2 separate regions of the Sus scrofa genome follow, and region 2 is linked to region 1. The links are chromatin contacts, called in public HiChIP or PLAC-seq maps. All regions are on one chromosome and are shown on one strand. Each heading gives the region's core, a stretch centred on a gene start, on an enhancer-like site or on the middle of the called end of the contact. The rest is flanking DNA. Distances are from core to core; before and after follow the strand shown. Region 1 overlaps LOC106508008 (a long non-coding RNA gene). Region 2 overlaps LPP (lipoma-preferred partner).

Region 1 (7,231 bases), core at 2,767-5,266:
TCAGTGGAAATGAATCTGACTAGCATCCATGAGGACACAGGTTCAATCCCTGGCCTCGCTCAGTGGGTTAAGGATCCGGCATTGCTGTGAGTTGTGGTGTAGGCTGCAGACTCTGCTCGATCCCGCTTGCTCTACCTGTGGTGTAGGCCGGCGGCTACAGCTCTGATTAGACCCCTAGCCTGGGAACCTCCATATGTCATGGTTGTGGCTCTAAAAAGAAAAAGAAAAAAAAAAAATGTGAAGGGGAAGAAGGAAGAAACCTTTAAAACTTGGTGCAGCATGGGCACCACTGGTAACTGACAATTGGTTAGAAATGAATAAGGCATTTCTGAAATAATGTATATTGATGTAATAGCAGTCCTCAGTTTACTAAAATGAATACTGCAGCCAAATAAATGATTCAGGGAACACTGGTGAATGGGAATCAACTCTACCACTAATTTGTGCGGTGGTCTTGGCAAACTGTTTCCCTCTCTGGATTCTTCTGGTTTAGATGATGGGGTCATATTCAGATAATAAAGACAAACTTGTAACATTACAGGGTCCACTCAGCATTCTTCTCCAGACCCAGAGTTAAACTCTGATGAGATCCACAGTTCCTCCAGAGTTGTACCATGAGAGGCCAAACATTCTAGGAAGCTCTTGGGGCTCTTCCAAACTCAGTGGTGGATCTCTGAGTATTATACCTCCCATAGGGACTGAAGGCTAGATCTTTCAGGGCCTTGTTTCCGTCGAGGGTTTTCAGAAAGAAATGTGGAATAAGCAGATTGATGAGGTGACTTGAGTCATCTACCACCATGACAACATTTGGCCTTTGGTGCCTCCCTAGTGTTCTCCTGACAGTTCTTTATCCAGATGGTGACATACAGAAATTAGCTAAATTGCTTTCAATTTAGTAAACGAAAAGAATAAATGCAGATCCCTCATTTCCATGACTCTATTTTGGGGGCATGGTTGAGTGGGAAGCCAGTCTGTCCGATTTCAAAAGAGACCTAGCTCACTTTTTGGAGGTTGCTGGTATTGAATATAACAATAAATATATGCCCCCCCAATATTTTTTAAACACTAAAATTGAGAAGATAGTACTGAGAACAACCCTGTACCCAGTTTCCTGTATTATTAACATTTTATATTACTATGCTACATTTATAACTAATGAAACAATACTGACACAATATTACTAACTGAAGTTCATCATTTATTCATAGTTGTCTGGCTTGACCTTAAGTCTTTTTCTGTTCCATGATCCCATCCATGATACTATATTATATTGTCATATCTCTTAGGCTACTCTTGGCTGTGGCAGTTTGTCGGACTTTCCTTGATGGTTTTGAGAAGCACTAGTGAAGTATATTGTAAAAGGCTCCTCTGTTGGAATTTGATACATTTCTCATAAGTACACTGGGGTTTGGGGAGAAGACCACAGAGGTAAAGAGCCATTCTCATCACTTCATATCCAAGGTACATACAATCACCCTGGTTTATAATTGCTGATATAGACCTTGATAACCTGGCTGGTGCAGTGTCTGTCAGGTTTCTACATGTAAAATTATTCCCTCCCTCATTTCCTCCCTTCCCATATTCTAGCCTTTGGAAGGAAGTCACTATGCCTAGTTCACATTGGAGGAGTGAGGAGTTAAACACGCCCCCCACCACCTCCACCCCCATCTTTGAGAGCAGTGTTTCTGCATAAATTATTTGGAATTCTGCAAGGGAGAATTGTCTCTTTTCTCCCATTTATTAATTTATTTAAAATTTATTCATATCACTGAGGATTCGTGTACATTTACTTTATACTTTGGATTGTAATTCAATATTACTCAATTTTCCCCCCTCAAAAATTCTCTGGCTTTGACTATTGGAAGCTCTTCAGGTGGCTCCAGTGTCTCTTTGAAATCTTCCCCATCAATGTGGGCTTTGTTTGTTTGCTTTTTAGTGCTTCCTTATTTAGGGTGCTATGTTCCATACTCCCTGTCCCGTTTGGAGATATAGAACCAGCAATTTTCCCTCCTGGGAGAAGCTCCTGCCTTGCTTTTCTTACTGGAGAAAAGTATCAGAAATTAAGATCTGGCACCAGGCAGGGTCTTTGATACTGCAGCATCATTGCTTCTAGGCCAAAAATATATTACATTTTACATTTTTAACACTAACATACATACAATTACAGCACAGTTGTACTCTTCATGAGACAATTATAGGTTTATTAACAGTATTAAATCACAGTACCACAGGAGCCTGTGGGGCCTCCTATGCTGGGTCCTCTACTGGGACACACACAGAATGTATGGATGACGGTCTGCTCCTTTCCATCCTGTCAGTGTACGGCTAAGACCGACTAGAACTTCAGTGGAGCTGATGTCAAAAGACCAAAGGTGGGGCCTTCTCTGAAGGGAAGGTCATGGCAAATGGCTCTTTTGCAGGGCTGCTTACCCCACATCCTCTTTTCACAATAAGCCATGGAAAAACACAATGGATTTAAAACCAGGACATCAGAGTTCTGGATCTGGTTCAGTTTGATGCAGTGCATGTGGCAAATGCATTCTGTGTGGGCCTCAATTTTCAATTACACACTATCGGTCATGTTGGATTGGAAAATTGCTGAGGACCCTCCCAGGGTTGCACATGACAACTCTCAATAGTTTTCCCTTAGAGAATGTAATTGGCTCCATCTCTTCTTGTATGTGGGCATCCATATTCCAGAAGGTCTGAGTGGAAGGGCACAGTTGGTGGGGAGGTTGGCGTTTAATAAATAGGAGTTACTTTATTATTTCCTGCAGATGCCAAAGTCTGTTAAAGGACTTTCTTTGTCCAGATAAGCAGGCCTTAGACCTTTCTTTTTAAAGAGTGGAGATCTAAAAAGGATACAAAGTATTGATGGAAAATATCTCTTTCATTGCCTTCAAGTTTGTTCTGGTAGAGCAAGGCTTATTTATTTATTTATTTATTTTAATAAGGGCAAACTTCTCATCTGTTATTTCCTCTGACTTCAAATAATTACCTTTAATGCGATGACGGCTGAAGTACTTCTAAGTTTCTCACCAGGAATCTCTCTCTAGGTTTTTTTTTTTTTCCCTCCTTTTTCTTCGTGTGTGTGTGTGTGTGTGTGTGTGTGTGTGTGTGTTTATGACTATTATGACATATTTTTTACATCCATGTGGAGCCTAGCGGCTTAAAGAGTGTCCAGCTTACAAGTCCTATCACTGACTGGGACAATTTCCAAAAACAAACAGAAAAAGAAGGAAAAAAAAAACAAAAAACATAGTGCAGAAAAGATGCTTGGGAACTGTCACATCTGATTATAAATGCTGGAGATCAAAGGTATAACGTCTTAGAATTGGCTTCCTCCAGCTCTTAACATTGAAAATCTTCAGTTGGCTTTTGGACTTACTCAGCAGAATCCCAGACTTTGGTCCACAATTGGTTAAAAATTGATAGAGGTGAGGATTCTGGGAGTGCCTTCTTTACTTAGAAGTTTACATTTTAACTCCTTCTCTCACCTCAGGGACACATATACACTTGCCTCTTTTCCAGCCCCCCTCACCTTAAAGTTATCTAAATGTGTATTTAGCTATAAAAGTATAAAAGTTAGAATAGAGAGACAGCCTACAAAACATCTGGGTTACTCCTTCAAACTGTTGAGGAAACTGAGTCCTGACACGTGGTTTCGCCCCATGTCCCATAAGGAGTTCCAGGCAGAACCGTAATTAGAAACCAAGGTTCTTTGGCAAGAAATCCATGTTTTGTTTTGTTTTTCTTTTACCTCACACTGTGCCCCCATGGAGTTACACGTTTGTGCCTATTTCTCTGTATGTACATATGTTACATAGACGTGGACACGTAGGAAACATGCACCAAGCATCTGTGGTCTGACCTCAGGGAACAGTTTAATGACTCGGATTTCAGGCAGCTGAAAGGGTTCTGCGGGTGGAGGTTGAAATAAACAAGAAAAGCCACTGTGGAGATGTGAATGGAAAAGTACCGAGCACTCCCTCCCTCTGCACATTCTTCTGCTCTCCAGCTCTGCCTGCAGTCAAGCCGGCTTCAGATAGGCTTTGGCATGGTCAGGTGTACAGAGGGCGGTGTGGAGAAGGAAAAAAAAAAAATGCAGGCACAACACGCAAATCAAGTTTTTCCACTTCTAGCCTTAGGTAGTAAAGACAGCTAAGTAAGGCAGCCTGGCGGGAGGGTGGGCCAGACACCCTGAGTTGACAAACACTCAAGTGCTTTCCTCCCTGCATCTCCCTCCTGGTCCAGCTGCTGCTTTCCCTCATGCTAAGGTTTCATAGGAAGTGAAAACCCTGTTATTCAAAACAGTGATTGAAGGCAATAAACAAATGATTATGCACCCCCATCGCTTCTCTATTTTAAGCTCCTGATATTTATTTCCATTTTAAATAAGTGAGAAAAGTGTAGGAAAAAAAAATCAGTGTTTTGGGGGAAAACTCTGAGCTAGGCTGAAAAGGTTTCTAAAGAAAAAAAAAGGCTCAGAATTAATACAGGCTGAAAGCAGGCAGCATATGGATCAAAATTAAACGTTGACACTTCTTTTTCTGAAGGTAGTGGCTGGAAATCATCTTCCTTATTTTTTTTAATGTCTCAAAAGTTTCTGCTCAATTTCTCTAAATCATACCAAGAAAATTTCTTTCTTTCTCTAAAGATAATATAGGGAGCTCGCTTACAATAGCTCTAAGTAAAAGATTTGAAATAAAACGAATGGATAAATAAGATCTCCCTTATCCTTCACAAATAGTGTTGAGTGCTGTAGCAGGGGTGACAAGCATAACCAAGTCCCAAATGACCCTCCAAGCCCAATATTCATCGGGACTTGAAGTTTGTTCCGAGAACTGGCTTACGATTTACACAGAGCCCAAAGCAGCCTTCCTTTCCTCAGTTCTGCCAGAAAACAAGATACTCACCTCCAAATCCAGGTAGTCAGATCACCCTGATTCTCTAAAATGACACAAAACCATTACACCACAAAGATCTGTTTTCAGTTGTGTCCTGGGGTCCCACATGCCTCAGTGAGGGCTGTCCTGTCCTCTTGAAAGAAGGAAGCCTCCAGGAGTTGAGTCATAGATCTGCAGGGATCCTTCCCGTTCCACAATCTATAATTCTGTGATGTGAAAGTTTAAAGATCTACCAAGGTGCCAAAAGCTCCTGACAGGTGAAACTCATTTCCGGTTTGGAGCCCCTTAGAAATAGGCCATGACAGTGTTTATTCCAAGTATAGTTTCCTTTTCAGAGATGACTGAACTGTGGGCAAGGTTTCATGAGGGGAACTGGAGGCAAAAATCTGTTCCTCTTCTTAACTAGAAGTAATATTAGGGCCAAGCTATTTTATTTTGTAACAAAGCTTATCTTTACTCAGAACTGGTGATTGAGAACCTCTTACTATGCCCAGACCACCCAGGCCACCAGGCAAAGGGGCTGGTCTGGTCCTGTACTCTTGAGTATTAAAAGTCAGTAACCATTAAATCACAGGACTGGTTGATACATAGCTCCTCCAAGTCCACAGGAATCACACCTAAGACCCCAGAAATGGAATCTCTCTATAGAGCTTCTTAAGGATGATTTAAAAGAATTTAAATATATTCAAGTCAATCCTTTCTTTAATCCTGCTGGAGTGAGCGCGGACCACATAGAGAAGCCAACTGGCTAAATGGGGAGAGATCAAGAATGAGAAAAGACAGGACATTTTAGAAGATATTCAATCGATATAGAGTTTGATAAAGTTACTTATTTGCCTAGGAATTGAAACAAGATTGAAAAGTGGGTGCACAATTTTCCTCACCATTCACTCAGTAGAGAGAAGAGATATATCTATAGTAAATCTGTAGCGTTAACATCTTTTCCATAATTTTTAACTTATCTCTTGTTCTGATAAATTTCTTTCAAGGTAAACACTTTAATTTGGCAAAAGAAACAAATGCCCCCGCCCCCAACAGTAGTAAAAATGTGAGACTCTGGCACCCGCCCCAAAAATAATGTGCTGAGAAAGTCTGAGGTCCCTGGTGGTGGGATTAATTATCTATAAACCTGGCCTGGTGGGGTCTCCCTCCAAGGGCTCCCCGCAGAGAATTAAAGAGAACTAAGCTTCAAGAAGGGTGAATTCATTCCCAGCCCCCACTCTGGTTGGTTCTACTGCCAGAGGGACATTTCCCTTTGCTCTGCAGCGCCCCCATGGGGCTAAGACTGGAGTGGCAAAGAGAACGCGGGAGGGACATGCTTTGTGTGTGCGGCGGGCGGGCGGTCGGGCGGGGGGAGGGGAGGGGAGAGTGGCGGCGGAGCCAATGAGGCTGGAAGGCAACTTTGACAAGAAGAGTGACCCCAAAGTAATCTCACTGTAGAATCAATAATAGGGCAGGGCCATACAATTCACATTCTAAACCATACAGATAACACTTGAGAAACCCTAAATTTCTTACTACTCAAAAACGATAGAAAAATTATCACCCGCGTAAATACACAAAGAAGATCGGCAAAATCGGGGTGTCATTTTGAATCCAGTGGGATTCCTTTAAAACTCTTTGATTATGAGGGGGAAGGAGACCCAAAAAAAAAAAAAAAAAAAGTCTGCCTTCTGGCGAAATAAATCTGCACTTGAGGATATCATGAGTCTTTGGGGGGTAAAATGTTCATTTCGACAACAGTGACAGGATTAGGCCCATGTATATTTTTCAAAAATCCTTCACAAGACAGGCTTTTCTGCAGAGGCTGCAGTAATCCATCTGTCAATAAGTATTAAAATATTCAGATTTCACAGGGACAGACACTTATGCATATTTCCTAAGCTCCAGCCCTTGTGGAAAATAATCAGCCCCTCTGGATCTCTCCTGGTTCTAAAAACCCCAACACAGCCTTTTCAAAAGGGGGCTGCACTAACAGCAACATTTTGAACGACAGATCTGAACTTCTTACGGACTTTAGGGAAAGAACCCAAATATCCCAGGAAACAGCCAGCAATCTTTCATAACTCTGCTCACTTCTCCACTGTAAACCCAAATTTGGGGTTGGGAAAGGTAGATTCTTTTGTGAGATATCTTATTAGAAATTAACATGTGCAGAAATTTTGTTGAACCTTTAAGAACTCATCTGTAATTTAATGAGTCGCCTGAAGGACTCTTATAGCCAAGACTCAGAACAGCCTGACCTTTGAAAGCTGCTTCTGGTCCAAACATTTTGGGTTAATACTTGAGGAATCTGAAATATTATTTTCCCCTCACACCCTTCT
Region 2 (7,231 bases), core at 1,550-4,049, 1.0 Mb before region 1:
AAGAGATGAAAAAGAACACATATATATTTGAATGTGTGTGTGTGTCTGTGTGTGTTTAACTGAATCACTTTGCTATACACCTGAAACTAACATAACACTGTAAATCAACTATACTACAATTTAAAATAAATAATTTAAAAAGAATGTAAAGATATGAAAATACTGCTATAAAAATATTATTATAATTTCTCTGGGCAAAATTACTCTTCCATGTGAAGATAGACCCTAATTGTTAGTTTTTCAGTTTCTGACTCATCAACTGATCCTATTTTGCATTACTCTTATTATTGAAGAGAAGAAAATATGATATGCATGCACAGACATCCACAATCCTATACATATTGAGTTTGAGAAAATATAGTGAGGTTTTTTCATTTCTGTTCTGTTTGCAACATATATTTTCTTTATTATATTTTTACATACCTGGAACACCTAATAAGCGATGGAGCAATTACACATCATGCATTTAGAGTGTATACAGAAGTCTCATGGAACATATAGTTTACCATAGATAAGCTTGGCAGGGTCCCCAACTAAACTTTGATACCTGTGCCTGTGTGGCATCATCTCTCTTTTTTTTTAATGGCCACTCCTGCAGCATATGTAAGTTTCCAGGCTAGGGGTTCAACCTAAGCTGCAGCTGCCAGTCTATACCACAGCCACAGCAATGCTGGATCTGAGCTGCATCTGCAACCTGCACTGCAGTTTGTGGCAACACTGGATCCCTAACCCACTGAGCTAGGCCAGGGATCAAACCTGCATCTCCATGAATACTAGTCAGGTTCTCAACCTACTGAGCCACAACAGGAACTCCTGTGGCACCATCTTAACTACCCTCAACCATGTTACCTTCAATTTAGAGTAGACAGGAAGCCCTGATGAAAAATATAACTTATCTTTGTGTTCAGTGCTAAGTAAGCTCACCACTATTTGAAACTGGGATTGTTGAAATAGATATTTATGGAAACCCTGCAAGGTGCAGTGACAGAGAAATGACCCTAAACTAGGGGCTGTGCTCTAGTCTTTCAAAGGCAGCCACTGACAGTGAGCCCTGTGCAAAGCTCTTGTTTCTCTAGGTCTACACTCCTTCACCTATGAAATAAAAGATTGAAGTTAATAGACCTCTTAGTCTCTTGAAACTCTGTGACTGCTGAGAGCTGAACAAAATTCCAACAGGGCAGGGCTCACTGTCTTGTTCGTTTTTTCATTCCCAGTTCACTGAAAAATGACTGGGACACAGATGGAACACAACACATTTTATTAAGCCAATAAGTGAATGGCTTGGAATGAATACCCGGAAGAGTCACCCAATAGCACCCATTCCCATAGACAGACCTGAAATTCCATCACCATCCTCAGGTAGGCTTCCATCACTACCCTCATTAAGCAGTCCCTTCCATGGAGCCAGACTCTATCTCATGACCTGGTGCTGTCTTCATATTCCTCATCGCCATCTGATATTTAGTTGCTGACATGCTTATTGCTTATCAGTCCACAAGTCTGTTTGAGACAGTACTAGATTCACAGCCTTTAGAGCAGTGCTTAACACATAATAGGCACTTAATAAGTACATGCTGAATGAAAAAAGTAAATGACATTAAACTACTTAACATCTAAGGACTCTTCCAACTCGAGTTCTTCAGTTAGCAGAGTATATTTCTCAGAAAAATTAGTGCTACAAATTTCAGTAAGAAGGTAAATGCTCTGAAGTGAGTCACACAACATGGTAGGTAGGACAACACTCTTTTTACTTACAATATCTGTCCACTGTGGGTAACTGATCAATCCAAAGGCAAAATCTCAAATGGGTTTAAGCGATGATATTTTCAGCTACATGTATACATAGTAATGACTGCCTCCCTGTGCATTTCAGATCAGAATTAAATCTACTGTGAATCACCCATTAGAATTAAGAACTGCAAGCAGAGACTAGAAATGTTCCCAATACCATTCTGCTCACGTGTCAGCTCCCTTCAGAGTTGCCTGAAACTCAGCTCTGCCAAGATGTTTATTTTCTACCTGGCTTTATGAATTGCAATTACTTCCTAAATTATAACAAGCCACAAGTGGTCTGAGCCAAACAACTAGGGTCACAGAAGGTTTCTCCTTGTACTTCTCGGGATGACAGAAAAGCTTGTTTGAACCAAACTTTATCCTCTTTCAAAAGAAAGAGAACTTTAAGCCTTTAACTCCTGGGAGTGTCAAAGAGAACAGCCAGAGGGCCGTGAGCTAACTTTGACTCTCTAGAGATCAGTTAAACTGATTTGGCAATGATTTGGCTTCTGTTGAAAACAAGTCCCTCTAATTATACTTCTGCCAGTGGAAGACAAAAGACAGCACCATAACTTAGAAAGGCCCTAATGACATGCCAACATCATGGCTGCGACTGTGTAGTTTCCTTCTGAGCAGAGCAGCGTTGATATATATGTCAAACATGGGGCTCTGGCACCCACTCATGAGAACGTGACCTTCTGAAGAGTACAAAAGGAAGCCAGTGAAGTGATTTGCTTCCTTTCAACCGTATCTTGGCTGTAATATTCTCTGACACTAGAAATAAAATAATTCCATGTTTTGCTCTCCACCCCACCCCCTACCCCACTGTGCCAAATGGCCAAAAGTGGTTTGCATTAAGTAGGTAAGAAAGGCAGAAACAACGAATATAAGATTTTCCATTCTGTAACTGCTGAAAGACAAAGGGGATAGCAAATACAGATGTTTTCCCTTTGCTGCTGCGAAAGGGTGGTGGACTAACTCCTTCAGCGTCTCTGGAATGCAAATTTTCTTTCACAGTTTAGCAGTCTTTTTTGGATTTCAGCACAGTGAACTAACACTTTCCTGGATTCCAAGACCTCCAGAGAACCAGATGGATGAGAGGAATTGGGGAAAAAAGAACCCACGCTACTTGAAAAAGGTATGAATTTCTCACTCTGCATCTAGCCAAAAGCTCTGAAAATTAGAAAAGCGAAATCACTTTTGGTTTGTTCAAATGCATGCCATCCTGGAGACGTTTGCGGAGGGTAAAAAAAAAAAAAAAATCAAAAGTGATTTGATGGTTTAGAGTCTGTGTTCAGTTTAAGCTAGGAAGTAAACTTTAACAGAGATGATATGTTTACTATCAAAGGCAAAAAAGAATGTGGATGGAAGAGATTACACAAGAACATCATCCTATTTGTCTGTGCTCTGAAGCAGTCCTGCTCCCCTGAGCCAATGTGATTTGACATTCAAGGCCCTTCAGGATATTGTCTTCCCACCACTCTCCAGGCATCTATTCCACCACCCGTCCCCGCCCCACCCTTAGTCTTTAACCCTTCAATCCAAATTTTTTTTAACACTTCATAAGCTTTGTTCTTGCATGCTTTTACACCCACTGTTGCCTCTGCCTTGAACATTTACTAACAAGTTAGTTGGTTCACCTTTTAGGGCCCAGGACATGTGAATGTAATCTTTTTACTAATCATTTCCCTTCTTTTCTGTTCTTTCATGACACTGTTCATACCTTCATTCTAGCAGGGATCCTGTGTCATCAGTTTATATGCTCTGGGAAATGCTTCGATCAAGTGTACATCCCAAAGGTGATGATATCAACACATACCTCATTCCATAAACTCTTCTTCCACTGTGATCCCGACAGTCTATCAGGCAGAGATGGATGCTTAGAAAGACATTTGTAACTGCCTGGCCAACAGAATGTGGTAGAAGTGATGCTGTATAACACCCGATGCCACTCATGTCATGTGGATTTCTTTTGAGACACATACCTTTGAGGTCTTGAGTTGACGTGTTAGAAGTTGAGCTACATTGAAGCTGCCATACTGAAGAGACTACATACAGATAGAGGAGGATGCCTGAGTTGTTTCAGAATAGGATTCAAGTATTCCTAGGATGATCACCAGACATGGAGGTAAAGAAGCCTCTGGGAGAACTCGGGCCGAGGAATCTCATGAGGGACCCCAAGCCAGAATTGCTCAGTTGAGATGCTATCAAATTCCTGACCCACCAAACTGTGAGAGAGAATTAATCATGACTATTCTTTTTAGCCACCAACTTTTGGAGTGGTTAGGCATGTAGCCATAGTAGAAGTCTAAGTGCAGCTTCCATATTTGGTTATGAGCTCTACAAATACAACAATTAAAAAAGTATGTTGCTAGCACTAAAGAAGGTGAATGAAATATGGAAGAGATTGCCTATTGAACAAATACTTGAATGAATGAATGTTAACTTTAGACATGGCCAGGCAAATTAATGTCCTTTAACTTTGAGAAGCTAGTTAGGTTTATTCAGCTATAGGGCATTTTGAGTGACAATAATGCCCAAATCATATGAATGCAAAATAGATATTCCTCATCAATATAGGGGATAATGTGTTTTTCAAATCTGGCAAGGTATAGTTTATTCCCAGCAATAGCCTGAGAATATATTGGTACAGAAATATATGTATAGAATTCCCTTTCTTCAAAAGTTTCCAGTATTATTCTTAATATATCTTTACATGTAAAAAGATACTGTTTTGTCTTAACATAAGACAAATTATCTATTTAATTGTACTGTTGAAGAAATTAAGAGGCTAAAATTTCACATACAACATGCAGTAATATCAGAGTGAGAAAGATCTTAGGGGCCATCTGTACCAGTCAATCTGATCCGTAAATTCCCTTTGTACCATCCTCACTCAGTCAACCAACATGTGTCCAGCCCCTGGGACTGCCTGTATCATGTCCAGTCACAGCAGACTGTCTTAGAAGGTGTCCATTCCATTCTTAGGTATAATTGTGGGAATATCCTTTACTATTTCAACTTAAATAACTGCTATCTCATCAGCCTTACTTCTGCCCTCTAAGGACAAATTTGTTGCCTTTTCTATGTAAAAGCCCTAAAGCATACTGAAAAAAATGCTCCCTCCTCCTTAGTCTTCTCTTTACTGGGATAATACCTGGATTCCTTCAGTAATTACTTATGGGACATGATTTTTGTCATCTTATCTTCCTGACCACCCTCCTCTGCGCAAGTTCCTTCAATACTTAGGGCCCAGAAATAAACAATCACTCAAGGAATTACTGTTTCCTCTTTTCTTTCTTTCTTTTTAAATTTTTTTGTCTTTTTAGAGCTGTACCCGTGGCATATGGAGGTTCCCAGGCTAGGGGTCAAATTGGAGCTATAGCCACTGGCCTACACCACAGCCACAGCAATACCAGATCCGAGCCTCATCTGTGACCTACACCATAGCTAACGGCAACACCAGATCCTTAACCCACTGAGTGAGGCCCGAGATTGAACCTGCATCTTCATGGATGCCAGTCAGATATGCTTCCACTGAGCCACGACGGGAACTCCTGTTTCCCCTTTTCTGCACACTCCTCTTTATATGAGTGCAGCCAAAGAATGCATTTACTTTTTTGTGGTCCTATTTATTATTACTGATCTTGGGGTCGAGTTAAATGATTCTCATATGTACTCATACAGTTGATTTTTTAAGATAAGATTTGACTTTTGCCCTTCTTATATTTTATTCTATTGGATTTGGGTTATTTTTACATCTAACTCAAAGTTTTAGTAATATTAATGATCATATTTTACTTCCCATCCTTTTCCTCATGCCAGTAAGTTCAGTTTAGATAAACTTCAAGAGCTACAGTTTTGTTACTATTAAAAGATGTTTGGCATCAAAATCAGTATCAATTTCCCTTTTCCTACACCCACACAATACACCAAGTTCTATTATTTTGCCCAATAAATATTTTAATTCCTTTCACTATTGTCTTTTTCTACCATATCATTCCATTACCTCTCACTTAGGTAATCACTGAAGCCTCCTAATTGGCCTCTGAGCCTCCCTGTTTCTCTCTACTCCAGTCTAGTACTGTACTAGATTTGAAAGAGCTCATCAGACAGCTTTATAAACTAAAGATTCCAGGCCATTCCCAGACCTACCTATTCATTACCTCTGGCATTGGGGCTCAGGCATCCATAACTTTTACAGAGTTCTATGATTGGGCTAGAGCTTCCTGAACTTCCAAGATTGTCTGAAATTTGAGTTTTAATTAATCAAAAGAGCCTTGCCAATGCATCTAAACAAATTTAATGAGGGCATCTAGAGAAAAGTTTGTCAAAGATTTAGATTCCTTTTGATCACTTCCTGGGACACCCAGGCAATCTCAGAGGAAAGCTGAGGAAGGAAGGGGAAAACAGATGAGAGCCAATATTGCAGCACTAGATATCAGTTTGTAAGAACTGGGCTAGGGCTTTCCATGGACATTACGCCATTTAATTGTTAACACAATGCCAGTGATAAAATATCGTCAGTATTTTAGAGGATTAAAAAAAAAATGAAGTTAAGATTTTTAATCCATATGCACTCAAAGTCACAGATTGGCACACAGGAACTGAACATGGATATGCCTGACTCCTATCTACAAGGTCTAGGGATTAATAAATACAAAAATATACCAAGGAGAAACACTGCATCCAGTATGGCATATACAATGATGAATCTGTATATCTCAAAGTGATCTATAGGTTTTAATTAAAGATCACACCTCTATGAGAAAAATCTAGAGTCAGAAGATAGATAGTAGTCCTGGAAATAGCCGTAATTTGCTGTGGCATGCCTTGATACCTGATGCCCTAGAGTTGTTCTTCCTTTCTTTTTGTAGACCCTCCTAATTTTAGCCAGGTACACAGCTGCCCAGGATACATATAAGATTTTTCAGCCTTCCCTGCAGGTAAGTTTGGCCATGAGAGTAAGTTCTGGCCAAAGACTTGGAAGTGGAATGGAAGTGTCCTCAGAAGGATGGGGTCTGGCCTCAGTCCATTGGGATGCCGGAGCCTCCATCTTGGGCCTCTAAACAGGAGCCACAAGCTGAGTGTGGCTGAGGAATATAGCAGGAACCTGGTCCTTGTCCACCACTGTCCTGGATCTCCTGCTTCCATAGAGAGAAATGAACATTGTCATGTTTCATCACTGTTTTGTCACTCCAGCTGAACTTAATATTGTTTTGTGATCAAGTCGAGTTACCCTCCTTTATGCTTCAGTTTTCTTATTTTTGCAAGAAAAAAGCTTGGACTAGATCATCCTAAAGGCCTATATCAAGTGCTACATTCTCTGTGACTGAATGACACAACTCATGGAAAAGATTCCAAATTGAAATCAGGGTATTGACACTCCCATGATCACTGCAGTGCTATTCATAGTAGATATAAAGTATGGGAACAACCAGGGGTTCCCTGACAGATA

What was found. HiChIP or PLAC-seq counts read pairs in DNA pulled down with a chosen protein or histone mark.
Region 2: a contact with region 1 is called in an H3K27ac HiChIP or PLAC-seq map of skeletal muscle. The contact joins two enhancer-like sites. A contact is called at or near these places in 1 of 5 promoter capture datasets (fetal skeletal muscle), 1 of 47 Hi-C or Micro-C datasets (embryonic fibroblasts) and 2 of 2 datasets of contacts at active chromatin or transcription factors (alveolar macrophages and skeletal muscle).

Annotation. Positions count from the first base shown.
Region 1 is chr13:125,402,741-125,409,971 of Sscrofa11.1, reverse strand. The region is part of intron 1 of LOC106508008 (a long non-coding RNA gene); the gene reads right to left. Among named protein-coding and RNA genes, the nearest start is that of BCL6, 16 kb to the right of the region's middle. Within about 2 kb of position 4,016, at least 33 of the 83 cell types and tissues checked have an H3K27ac peak or open chromatin away from gene starts, as enhancers often do. A contact at or near this core is called in skeletal muscle, where this site is marked.
Region 2 is chr13:126,437,004-126,444,234 of Sscrofa11.1, reverse strand. The region is part of intron 8 of LPP (lipoma-preferred partner); the gene reads right to left. Among named protein-coding and RNA genes, the nearest start is that of TPRG1, 89 kb to the left of the region's middle. Within about 2 kb of position 2,799, at least 9 of the 83 cell types and tissues checked have an H3K27ac peak or open chromatin away from gene starts, as enhancers often do. A contact at or near this core is called in skeletal muscle, where this site is marked.